Linked DNA regions of Neogale vison: region 1 is linked to region 2. The links are chromatin contacts, called in public Hi-C maps. All regions are on one chromosome and are shown on one strand. The core of a region is the stretch at or near the end of the contact, and the rest is flanking DNA. Distances in the headings are between cores, read along the strand shown. Region 1 holds the start of PABPC1 (polyadenylate-binding protein 1). Region 2 holds the start of ZNF706 (zinc finger protein 706).

Evidence for each region. Hi-C and Micro-C count contacts between places; a contact is called where the count stands out from the background.
Region 1: a Hi-C map of fibroblasts shows a contact between it and region 2, with 3 times the contacts expected there. The contact joins the promoter of PABPC1 here to the promoter of ZNF706 in region 2. A contact is called at or near these places in 2 of 3 Hi-C or Micro-C datasets (fibroblasts and muscle).

The regions. Positions count from the first base shown.
Region 1 is chr4:36,532,451-36,538,279 of ASM_NN_V1, forward strand. PABPC1 (polyadenylate-binding protein 1) reads left to right here and starts at 3,980. Exons shown (of 16, transcript XM_044245203.1): 1 at 3,980-4,348; 2 at 4,462-4,690. The coding sequence starts at 4,498.
Region 2 is chr4:36,162,693-36,168,473 of ASM_NN_V1, forward strand. ZNF706 (zinc finger protein 706) reads left to right here and starts at 2,206. Exons shown (of 4, transcript XM_044245198.1): 1 at 2,206-2,385; 2 at 5,776-5,781. The coding sequence starts at 5,778.

The DNA of each region.
Region 1 (5,829 bases), core at 2,730-5,229, 370 kb after region 2:
AAAATTACTTCTGAATTTCTGGTGAAGTTCAAGTGAACCAGTTCTGTGGAGTACTTTACATTTTATTTTATTTTTATAGGTTAATTGATGTTGATTTCATTAGATATTCTCAGGCATCCACAGTGAGATGCTGCACATATAAAGACATTATTCTGTCCCACAGCTTGCAATCTAAAATTAGATATACACAGGCAAGCCAGATAAACATAGCACATTTTTTTTAAGACCAAAAAGAAATGATGGGAGAGAAAAATGAGAGTAGTGAATCAAAGAGTCAAAGGGAAATGACAAATATGCTATCTTCTGCCCTTCACTCGTAGCCATAATTTCCTCTATCAGAAGTGATCATACTGTTAAAAGTCAGTCATACCGTATAATGTCCTCAGCTTTGGAGGCCCAGAAAGTTCTTTCATCTAGTTATCATTGTTTGTCCCTGCTTGCCTGACTCTGGGTACTAAAAGTCTACTGCCTTTAAGCTCAGCCTGGACATGAGTACCCAGCCAGTATGTTAGGATATATTCCCTCTAGTAGCCTATGGAGTTTGAAAGTGGCTCACTGCAGGAGGCCAAATGATCTGGAATTGAACACAGCCCTAGGTGTCCATGCCATGTGAACTTCAGGGTGAGATCTCCCTATTAACCTCCATCCTACCTGCTCCGTCCACAAACCTGGCTGGCCTTTTCCCTGAATTTAGGATATAAAAAACACCTCCCTAAACCCAAAATGTCACCTCCAATGTGCCTGGCTTCCTGCTCCCTGATAGGAATATAGATTAATAGAACATAGGCTCTCTTTTGGAACTTACAACTTATTTTGGAGTTTTCAACTTATTTGGGGAGACAGCTCATAGAAAGGCTCTTTTTAATAGAACATTTAGTGTTCTATTACTATTCTATTACTATTACTATTAGAACATGTAATAGATCAATGTAGTGGCAGAGGGGTGGTCAGGCGAAAGTCTAGAGGAAGCGTATCCAACCCAATCTGGTGGTCAGGGAAGGGTGATGATGAGAAGAGAGATGACTGAGAGCAGGGAGAATCTCCTGAGAACCAGGAGAGTTGCAGCCCAGGAGCCAAGAGAGTGTGTTTACAAAAAGAGAGGGAGGAAAATAAGGTCAGATTCTGCAGATGTCAAGCAAAATTGGACTTGAAAAGAGTCCGCTGGATTTGTCAAATAGAGGAGTAATCATCGGCAGGTCAGTTTAAGTAGAGAAATATCACAGCGGATTAAAGAATCGAGAGACAAGAAGTAGAAATACAAAGCTTGGCTGTGAAAAGAGTGAATTGTAGAGGAATAAGTCATTAAGGGAAAGTTTATTTTGATTTTTGATCTGAAAAACAGGTTTCTAATCTGATAGAAAGGAGCTTCACAGTAGAAAGGAGCTTCACAGAAGTCCTGATTGACCAGCTTCCTTCTCACAGTATTTATTAAGCCACAAAGCATTGATATATTTTTCCAGTGACTAGACTACTTCTGCCTACCATGTAGGGTATCCATTTCCAATGTCAGAGTGCCCTGGAGGCTCAGCTGTTAATTGGACTTATCAATTAGGAAGTTACTTGTTCAAAATAGCTTTGCAACAAAGAGAAGTCTTTTGAGAGTTATTTAATCCAGGCTCTAGTGAAACCAGAGAGTGAGCCCTTTCTAATGACTGAGGTACTCAAACCTAACCTCGACAAACTCAACTCATGCCAAACTATTGTTCTCTGACAAAATTTTCTAGACTCCAAGCAGACCATTTTTCTCATCTTGTTATTTACAATCATGTTTTAGTGAATTCTACCAAACAGTACCCTCATCTTCCTCCACCAGAAATACATGTAAGCCCCTGGATAATCTTGGTAACTATGTTTGGTTTTGGATAGTTTTAATTCTTGCTGCAATTTCCAAGTTATTGGAGGTGATCTCCCTTCACTCTCCTTTACTGAGTATACCTCTTCTTTACCCGTTTGTTTTCTCATATTACCTGTTTAAGTAACTCAACAAAAATGCTAAAATGAAACCGTTTTCTTTCAAAGTACAATAATAGAATTTCCACCCTCCTATTTTTTTTAAGAAACTATAGAATCTAATAGAAAATTGTCACAGCCAGATAAAATGCTAGGATTGGATGTTGATGGTATTGATTTTAATGCTGATATTTATGATTATCAGAGAGCTCCTCATAAGCCTCTTGAGGACAGGAATTTGTTTTTGTCGTTTGTCTTCCTTACTCATAGTACTCTCCACTTGGTAGACATTCAGTAAATATATTGATGGATTGATTTTTAACCACAGAGTTGTAACAGATGGAATGGTGACTTATCATTTAGTAATAGATGTGTCTTCCTAATGCACAAAGTTTTGCCCTTTTCCCTAATAAAGCACATGAGACAGTATGTTCTTCAAAAATATTATCTTTTTTCTACCAAGATGGGGGCAAAATAGCACTTACAAGGGATTCCGGTGGTTTAAATTTTAATTAAATGACAATAAAGCACCCAGTCCACAGCTGGCAATGTATCTGACATGCATTTAAGTTTATTGAATTAAAGAATGAATTGGGCAATCATTTAGCTTGAGACTGCTCCCTTAACAGTAAAATAAAGTTATTACTAGGTGCTCCACCACCCACACAAGATTGCGGTAGGGAACAAAATGACAGGATGTTTATGCAAGTGCTTTAGAAACTGTAAAGTACATTACTACTTTAAAGTGGGGATTTGTATGCTGACTTGATATCATTCCTATAAACTGGTATTTTCTAATGGCCATCAATTTAATAAATTTAGCATTTTTGCTGAAGTCCACAACTAATGTATAAAATTGTTTTGAACATTTGTAATACTGCATTGAAACTATCCCTAATTTTGCCCGCTTGCAGGTCCGTGGTGTTATGTACAACTGTGAGACTCATACTTTAAGAAAAACGAATTTTTTTGAGTCCCGTTTTCTACCTCTGAGAAATCGCAAGTAGAAATTGCACGAATCAAAGATTCCAACCTAAGAGCTTAAGTTAATAGTGATCACGACACTTTAAAAAGGGAAGCGTACAAAGACCCCGTAAACAGCCTTCCCAATTAAAGGCACTTTGACTAACGACAGGGTCCGGTGGAGACCGAGAAGAGTGCAGGTCTCCGAAACTTTGGGAGAGAAGCCCAAGGATTCCTCCCCTCCCCCCTTGTACTGGAAGCACCGCGGGGCGGCGACCGGGGTCCAGCGCCGGGACGGTTGGGGGTCCCCGAGCCAGCAGCCAGGACCCGCGGCCAGTTGGGGTCAGCGAGCGCCGCGGCCGTTGGGGACTCCAGCTCCCAGCAGGCACCGCTTCTGCGGCCGACGCGCGTGGCGGCGCTGCCCGCTGGGAGTCGTAGTGCGGTCCGGGTAGGAGAAAAAGGAGCCAACCCGGCTCCTTTCACGCACATTTCGGAAACTGGGCCTGGAAGGAACCACTCCAGCCCACCCGTGCTCAGGGTCCCTAAGGGACAGGGGCGAGTGGAGCAGGGCAGGCTGTGGCGGGAAGAGGCCCGGACGGCCGTGCACGTGGGGGGTGGTTAGCGCCGAGGAACCCGGAAGCCCCGCGCGCCGCCCACCGCCGCGGTGACGGGTTAACGCTTCTCCAGGGTGGAGGTGGGGGCGGGGTGTGTGGAAGGAGAGGCCGTCCCACCCGACTCCTCTCAGACCCACTAGCGAGCCAGCCCTCCCCTCCCCCCACGAGCTCTACGCAGCGCAGACCCCGCCCCCCGGCCGCGGCGCGTGCGCAGGAGCCCCGCCCCTCCGCTCCAGCCCCACCCCCACACCCGCTGCAGCCGCCGCCGCCACCTCTCCCTTCCTCTCTGCTCTTTCCTCCTCCTGTTTTCTCTTCCCTCCTCCCCCTCGCCTCCTTTTCTCCTCCTCCTCCGGCGCTGACGCTCGCGTAGGGCCCTGGCGTCAGACGCGCGGGGGCGGGGCGAGTGCGGCGGGGGGTATAAGTAGAGGGTGCAGGAGGCGGTGCTTCCCCTTCTCCCCGGCGGTTAGTGCTGAGAGTGCGGAGTGTGTGCTCCGGGCTCGGAACACACATTTATTATTAAAAAAATCCAAAAAAAATCTAAAAAAATCTTTTAAAAAACCCAAAAAAAATTTACAAAAAATCCGCGTCTCCCCCGCCGGAGACTTTTATTTTTTTTTCTTCCTCTTTTATAAAATAACCCGGTGAAGCAGCCGAGACCGACCCGCCCGCCCGCCCGCGGCCCCGCAGCAGCTCCAAGAAGGAACCAAGAGACCGAGGCCTTCCCGCTGCCCGGACCCGACACCGCCACCGCCACCCTTGCTTCCCAGCCGGCAGCCAGCAGCCAGCAGCCAGCGGCAGCCGATCGACCCCGTTCTGCGGCCGTTGAGTAGTTTTCGATTCCGGTTGATTTTTGTCCCTCTGCGCTTGCCCCCGCTCCCCTCCCCCCGGCTCCGGCCCCCGGCCCCAGCACTCGCTCTCCTCCTCTCACGGAAAGGTCGCGGCCTGTGGCCCTGCGGGCAGCCGTGCCGAGATGAACCCCAGCGCCCCCAGCTACCCCATGGCCTCGCTCTACGTGGGGGACCTACACCCCGACGTGACCGAGGCGATGCTCTACGAGAAGTTCAGCCCGGCCGGGCCCATCCTCTCCATCCGGGTCTGCAGGGACATGATCACCCGCCGCTCCTTGGGCTACGCGTATGTGAACTTCCAGCAACCGGCGGACGGTGAGAGCCGGGCCCGGCGGGCTGGCGGGGCGGGCGGCCATGAGGCGCAGGCGGCGGCGGGCTGGCTAGGCCGGCGGGCCCGGGGGAGGGGACGGGCGGGCATGTCACCCCCTGAGGGCCGGCGGGGAGAGGCTTGGGCGCCGGGACCCCCGCTTCCCGTGCCCGCGGGGACCCGCGCTGCCGGCAGCCGCACGCCTGGCCACTTCCTCCTTTGCGACCATTTTCTCGGCCTCAGCCGCTCTCAAACTTTAGGGTGATGACGCGCCGGGAGGGTTGGTGAGATTGGGTTCTTCCACCGCGCTCCCGCTAGTAGCCGCGGGCTTCTGGGGCGTCGGGAGCCGAGACCCCTTCTCTGGTACTAGGTGGAGGCGCTCCCACCACCCCGTGCTCCTGCCGGCGCCCCAGGACGCGGAGGAAGTGCGATTCGGTGCTCAAAAAATACCACGTGTTGAACCCTGTAACCTCACAGGCCCGAGGCCTGTCTCTGCTACTGGCCCAATCGCCTGGGGGAGCCACAGGGCCTTAGGATAAAGTTAATTTGGTGATGTGGTGGTCTTCAGGTTTCTGATTCCATTCTTAATAACTTGTCAGTAACCGATGGCTCTAGAAACGTAGATTACCGATGAGAAGCGCATTCGGGGTTTTCCCCGAGTTCAGGCATTTCTCACTAATACTACAGCAGGTTGGTGGGAGCAGAGGGTGTGGAGGATGACCCTTTGGAAATGCACTGTTTTCTCAGGCATTGTAGGTTATTTGAGGTTTTTTATCCAAATTAGATTCGTAATACTGGTAATACAGAATGTTTCTTTCCTTCTGAAATAGTTCTGTGCTTTCGAGATGACCCCCCCCCCCAAAATTTAAGAATCAAATTTTGGCTGTAAACTTCGAGTGTAGTGTGGACTGGACCATTATACTTCTTGGCCTTCAGTAGTAAAGGTTTCTTTATTTTTTAAAGTGGTCTGAATATCCGTATGTCATGGGTAATTGAACAAAATAACAGTACTAATTCACCGAGGAAAAAAATGTGGCTAAAACATATCTTTTTATTTTGAGGTTAAACAGTTCACAAAATAAAATTTGGCAAACAGATTAAGATAGTGGCATGATGAGTTCCCAGGATTTTCTTTATATTTGGATCA
Region 2 (5,781 bases), core at 956-3,455:
CCATATCCTCTAGGCAGTGGTTTTCAAACAGGGGAGATTTTGACCCCAAAAGGACATTTGGAAAGGTATAGAGATATTTTTTATTTGTCACAACTGGAGATAGAGAGCCACTGACATCAAAAGTGTACAGGACAGGGATATTGTCAAACATTCTACAATCCCTAGGACAGGCCCCCATAAAAACAAATGATCTAGCCCAGAGCATCAGTACTGCCAAGGTTGAGAAACTCTACCAATGGAGGTAAGTTTTGATATATATGAACTTCCTCGAGACAAAGTCCTTAGCTTTTCCCAAATTCTCAAAGGTGGTATAATGCAGAATTTTAAGAAACACTGACATAAATGGGTATTTCATATAGGCTGCAGTAACAAGCAGCATAGTAATACCACTTCACAGCAAAAATCACGTCTCTAGTTATGACTTATCTCAGCCCACTAAATCTCTCTGTCCCTTTCCAATGCCCATGCTGATTCATGGCTAGACAGAGATCTTCGGATTTCCTGTGTCTAGACTCTCTGAGTACCTCATACTCTTATTAGCAGGTTAATATAGCTATTATGGTTATGGTGACTCTTGATTAAGCCAGAACTTTATGGTATGTCAAAAGTTTTGATTTCTTTAGATACCTCCAGTTCATCTGGTCAATATCCATTTAATCAGTGCTTACTATGTTTAGCACACCGCTAGGCTCTGGGCATATAGTGATGAAAATGAGCTTGCAACTCAATACTGGAAAGATAGCAATAAAATTTAAACATATAACTTAAAACTGCAGTATAGAGAGGTGTGAAAGGTAAAGGTGAGAGAGACTGAAATGAGGATAAGGAAGGACTTAAAAACCAGATCATTGTATGCCACCCAAATGAGAAAAGCCGCTAACTCCTTTCTGGTTGTTCTAAACAATTCTGTAATATCTATATCCCAGTCCTGCTCATTTGGGATACATATTTTAAACTAGCTTCTCCTGGGCACTGACAGGCAAGTGGGAGAGTGGATGCTATCAGCAAGGTGAGAACGTCAGATGTAAAAGCTTCCCTTTTCCTTGGTATTAATAAAATCAGGTCATGATCCCAGGGTCCTGGGATCGAGCCCCGCATCGGGCTCTCTGCTCTGCAGGGAGCCTGCTCCCCCCTCTCTCTCTGCCTGCCTCTCTGCCTACTTGTGATCTCTGTCAAATAAATAAATAAAATATTGAAAATAAAATAAAATAAAATAAAATTAGAAACCAGTGTTGGGGGCGGGGGAGAGAAGGGCCGCAGTGAAATAGAATAAAGCCCAAGTCTGAAATGCCATTTGCAGATATCAGCAGATTACTGACTCAATTGTTCTTAACCACATACTGGAAGTTAGCGCTCATGGCCTGTAAATCATAGAGAACCCCCCCCCCAATTCAACTTAACCATTTCCAAATATTAGCAACTCTGTATGATGTTAGGATTCAGCTAAAGCGGTCGGGGTACCCTAGCCAGCAACACTAAGACAAGCTGGAATCCTGAACTCACTAAAAACCCCCGACCGGTAAAAATAACCGGAGTTTCCGTGGGAACGACACTGGGGGTTGGCCGGTGAGAGAACAAAGGCTGCGCGGCCCTATTAGGGTCCGCTGGGCCCGCTGGCCGCACTGGGGGCTGGGGTGGCGGCGGTGGTGCCTCCGGGTGGCTGGCTCCCCGGTACCCCACGCCGCGGCGGCGCTGGCGCACCTCTCTGGGCCGGTGCCCGGGTTGCTGCATAGGAGGGCGTCGGCGAGGCGGGAGGCGAGAAAGGACGCGGGGACCGAGGCCGGGCCGCCGCCCCAGTGAGTGAGCTGGCAAGCGGCTTGTGAAACACGCCGCAGGCCGTCACCCAGCAGGACCGGGATCACGCGGCTCCCGGGGCCGGCCGAAGCCGCCTAGATAGAGCACGCGGGAGGGGAGGGGCGCCGGGGACAGAGGGCGACGTCCCCTGCAGTTTCCCTCTCGTAGGGGCCGCCGTCGCCGCCAGGCCCCGCCCCCTGACGCTTATGTAATAGGGGCGCGCTGCCATTGGCCCGCGCGACCGGAAAGGGCGCAGGCGTGCGAGCAGGGGCGGGGCGCGGGAGGCGGCCGCAGCAGGAAGGCGCGTGGGCGGCAAGAGCAGGCGGGCGCTGGGGCGACTGGGAGAGTTGCGCGGCGTGCGCGGGCACGAGCGTAGTGGCCTCCCCCGAGGCTGAGGCGGCGGCGGGCGCGCGCGGCGGCGGCGGCGGCGGGTGCGAGGCGCGGGCTGTTGTGCTCTCCTCTTTCCCCTCCTTGGCGGGTGGAGGAGGCCGAAGCGGTGCTGGGCGCTCTCCCCCTTCCTCTCCCTGCGGCCACCTCCCCCGGCCCTCTCGCGCTGCGCGGTCTCTCCGACGCAAGACTGTCCCGGCCCGGGTGAGCGGCTGTGGGGGCGGCGCTGACGCCGCAGGACGTCCGGGAGCCGGGGTGGGGGCTTGGCGGCAGGGTCGCGGCGGGTCGCGAGGGGCCGCCGGCCTCCCCGCCTCCCAGGCGGCGGCCGGGCCCGTCTTGTCCCGGCGCGGGCCCCGGGCTGGAGGGAGAGCTCGGGCGCCTGCCAGGCCCTGCAGGTGGCCGGGTTGCAGGCCGCCGCCGGCCGTGGCGCGGAGCGGTAACCTTACCCCTTGGCGACAGCAGCTGGTCGGTTTCTCGAGGCCGGGGCTCCCCGCGGCCGAAGAGGCCGGGTTTGGGGCAGCCAGAGCCCCCGGGAGGCGCGTCTCGGGCCGGGGTCGGTGAGGAGTAGCGGGTAGGTGGGGGCTGCGTGGCCGGACCGAGGAAGGGGCTCCCCGACGCGGGAGAGGCGGGCTGGGAAGGAAGGTGGGCCGGGCTGCCGCTGGGGTTGGTCAAGTGTTGGGCGAAATGGATCTTAACTCCCGGTGCTTTCCTCTTCCCTCCCCGAAAGGATGTAGTTAAAAGCTAGGGTCAGGATGTTGATCACTGCCTGGGCCTCCTCGTTTCAGATAGTTATGGAGAATGATCCTACTTCCTGAATCCCAAATCTTTTTTTACTCCGTTGTTTTTGGTTTTGAGAGGATCTTTGGAGGCAGTACTTACTTGTTGCCTCCTGTAAGAGCTCTTCATTTTAGAACTCTATTCTTCTCCTTCCCTCTTTGCAGCCCTCTAAGCCACACTAAGAGTTACATTAAAAAAAAACCTGCGTTTAAGGTGTTTGTAAATGACTTGTTGGCCCTCAGTTGTGTATAATCAAGAAGTGCTTAAGAGTTTGTAGAAAATTCGATTGGCCTGAGAGTAATCCCAGAGTTGAGCTGTCCAAAAGCAGGTGGCTTGTTCGTTTGCATTTCTGCTTTCAGAAAGGAAATCAATGCAGTGAGTTGTTAGAAGTTAGGGGCCTACCCCACGCGTTTAGACTGTTGATTCGATTTCCTTTACCGGGTTTTCGGTTTTAAAAATAAGAATAAGCGACCAGTCTTCACTTATTAAAGTGGTTTTATTTTATGGTTTTATTTGTTACTGTTAGATGGCAATGGAAAATGGGTTAAATCTATTGTGTAATGTTATATTTTAGGAGAAGCCCCAAATGGAAAAGTTAAAAATAATGTTGTGCATCTCATTACATTGTACAGATCACTGCATGAAAATGGTATCAAAATAGTTAATATCTTGTAATTATCAAAGAAACTTCTGGAATTGGCATAAAACAGTTGAGGTTACCCACAAAATCATTATATTAGCATGTGTAGCAGACATTGTGTAGAAGAGTTCAGATGCAGGAGAGGACTGGAGTATTCTGACATAAGGTACTAATAAAAAGATCTTATGAAATATTGGGATATGTAAAGATTGAATACCTATTATCATCCAAATGATACTTAAGTATTCAAATCTGTTTCTGTGGGAATAGGTTCCGCATGCTTGCCATAACATTTGTACTTAAATATACATTTAAAAAGAATCATACCATTTGACTTGGGATTAATAAAGATTTGGCTTTATGAAAACTAAAATGGTAATTTAGTTTTCAAGGAGTAACACATCTGGTAATATTTACTATTATTTGGGAATAAACTAGGCTAGCATACTAAAAATTTTTATAGTTTGTTGAACTATTCAACTGACTTCTTAAAAAGGCATTGATCCTCTTGTATGTTTTATTTGACTTTCAATTTTGTGTTAAATACTAGTGGAGAATTTGCCCAGCCAGTGTATTTATTTTGTCAGTTTCCCTTTTTCTTTTTGGGAGAGGCCTGTGTGTTTGTATGAAATGCTTTGACTTTATATCCGTTAACTAATTAGGGTTTTAGTCAGAAAAAAAAAACAGCCCTGTTTTCTTGTAAAGGTGATCTAGATCCAGTTTATGTTCATATCCTGCAATGATTTAAAAGCTTAAAACTTAACTGCAGTGCTAGTCAAAGGTATATATAGGAATTCTACGTAGGACCCAGTTTAAATATATTTAAAAAGCCTTTGGTGCCCATAGACTCCTTATGAGCAGTTTTAATTCATGTTGTCTAATAGAAGACTTTATTTATATTTTTATTTTATTTTAATTCCAGTATGGTCCATATTCAGTGTTGTATTAGTTTCAGGTGTTCAGTATAGGGATTCCACAGTTCTAGACATGCTCATTGCTCATCATGATAAGTCTTCTGTTTAATCCCCATCACCTATTTCACCCATCCCTCCACCCTTCTCCCCTCTGGGAATCATCAGTTCTCTATAGTTAAGTCTGTTGATTGATTTGAGAAGTCTTTAATTTTAATGAAGAAGTAGAAGTAACATTTTCAGTAACAATTTTTAACCCATTTCGCTTCATTTAAGACTATTTGTAAAAAGTAAAAGTATCTCTACCTTTCTTACAAGGTTCATTCCCTCAACTGAAAACTGATTTAATTTTGTTTAATAATTTCCCCAGCAACGCTGCAAAGACCAGTTTTTTAGGAGGATTTAGGATAGCACAGTAGTTTTTATGGAACCTGAAGTATTTAAGAGAACAGTTCCCATTGCTCTTAGGATTTCCTTCAGAAGCTTTAGATGACAGCCTTTATTTCTCTTAAAGTTGTAGAAGTCTTAATTCACAACAGTGAAAACCGGAAAAGGAAGGTATCTTTGAAAAGTGATCAGGCAAATGCTTGGGTAAAGGCACTATGCTTCTCTGGTAAATTTTTGAAGATTATGTATAGCAGGGTGCACAAATCTCAGATGTACAGCTTGATGAATTATTACAAGTGAGCACATTGTATAAGCATTACCCAGATCAAGATAGAGAACATATCACCACCCCATAAATCCTCCCTCCTGCCCTTTTCTCCCCAGTCAGTATCTCCTAGATTAGCTTTGCCTGTTTTAAATTTTATACAACCTATATTCTTTGTATCTGGTTTCTTTTTCTTAACATTGGATACAACCATGTTGTTACTTGTAACAGTAGTTCCTTTTTGAATGCAGTGTAGTATTCCATTGTATAAATACACCATAAGTTACATATCCATTTTACTAGGAACTGGCATTTGGGTTGTTTCCAGTTTTGGAAACAGGTGCTGTGAACATCCCTGTTTGGATGTCTATGTACATTTGTATTTCTGTTAGATATATACTGAGAGTAAAATTGTTGGGTTATAGAGTAGATAACTACCAGTTTGCCACAGTGGTTGTACTAATTTATTCTCTACTAGCATTGTATGCGAGAATTTGAAAAGCCACACATTTTCATAGATCCCTCTATAAAATTTAAGTCTTCAACTCTGAGAGTGTTACCATACTTAGGTCACTCTGTGTTAATCACTCTAATGCCTCAAGTTCTGTTTTTAGATATGG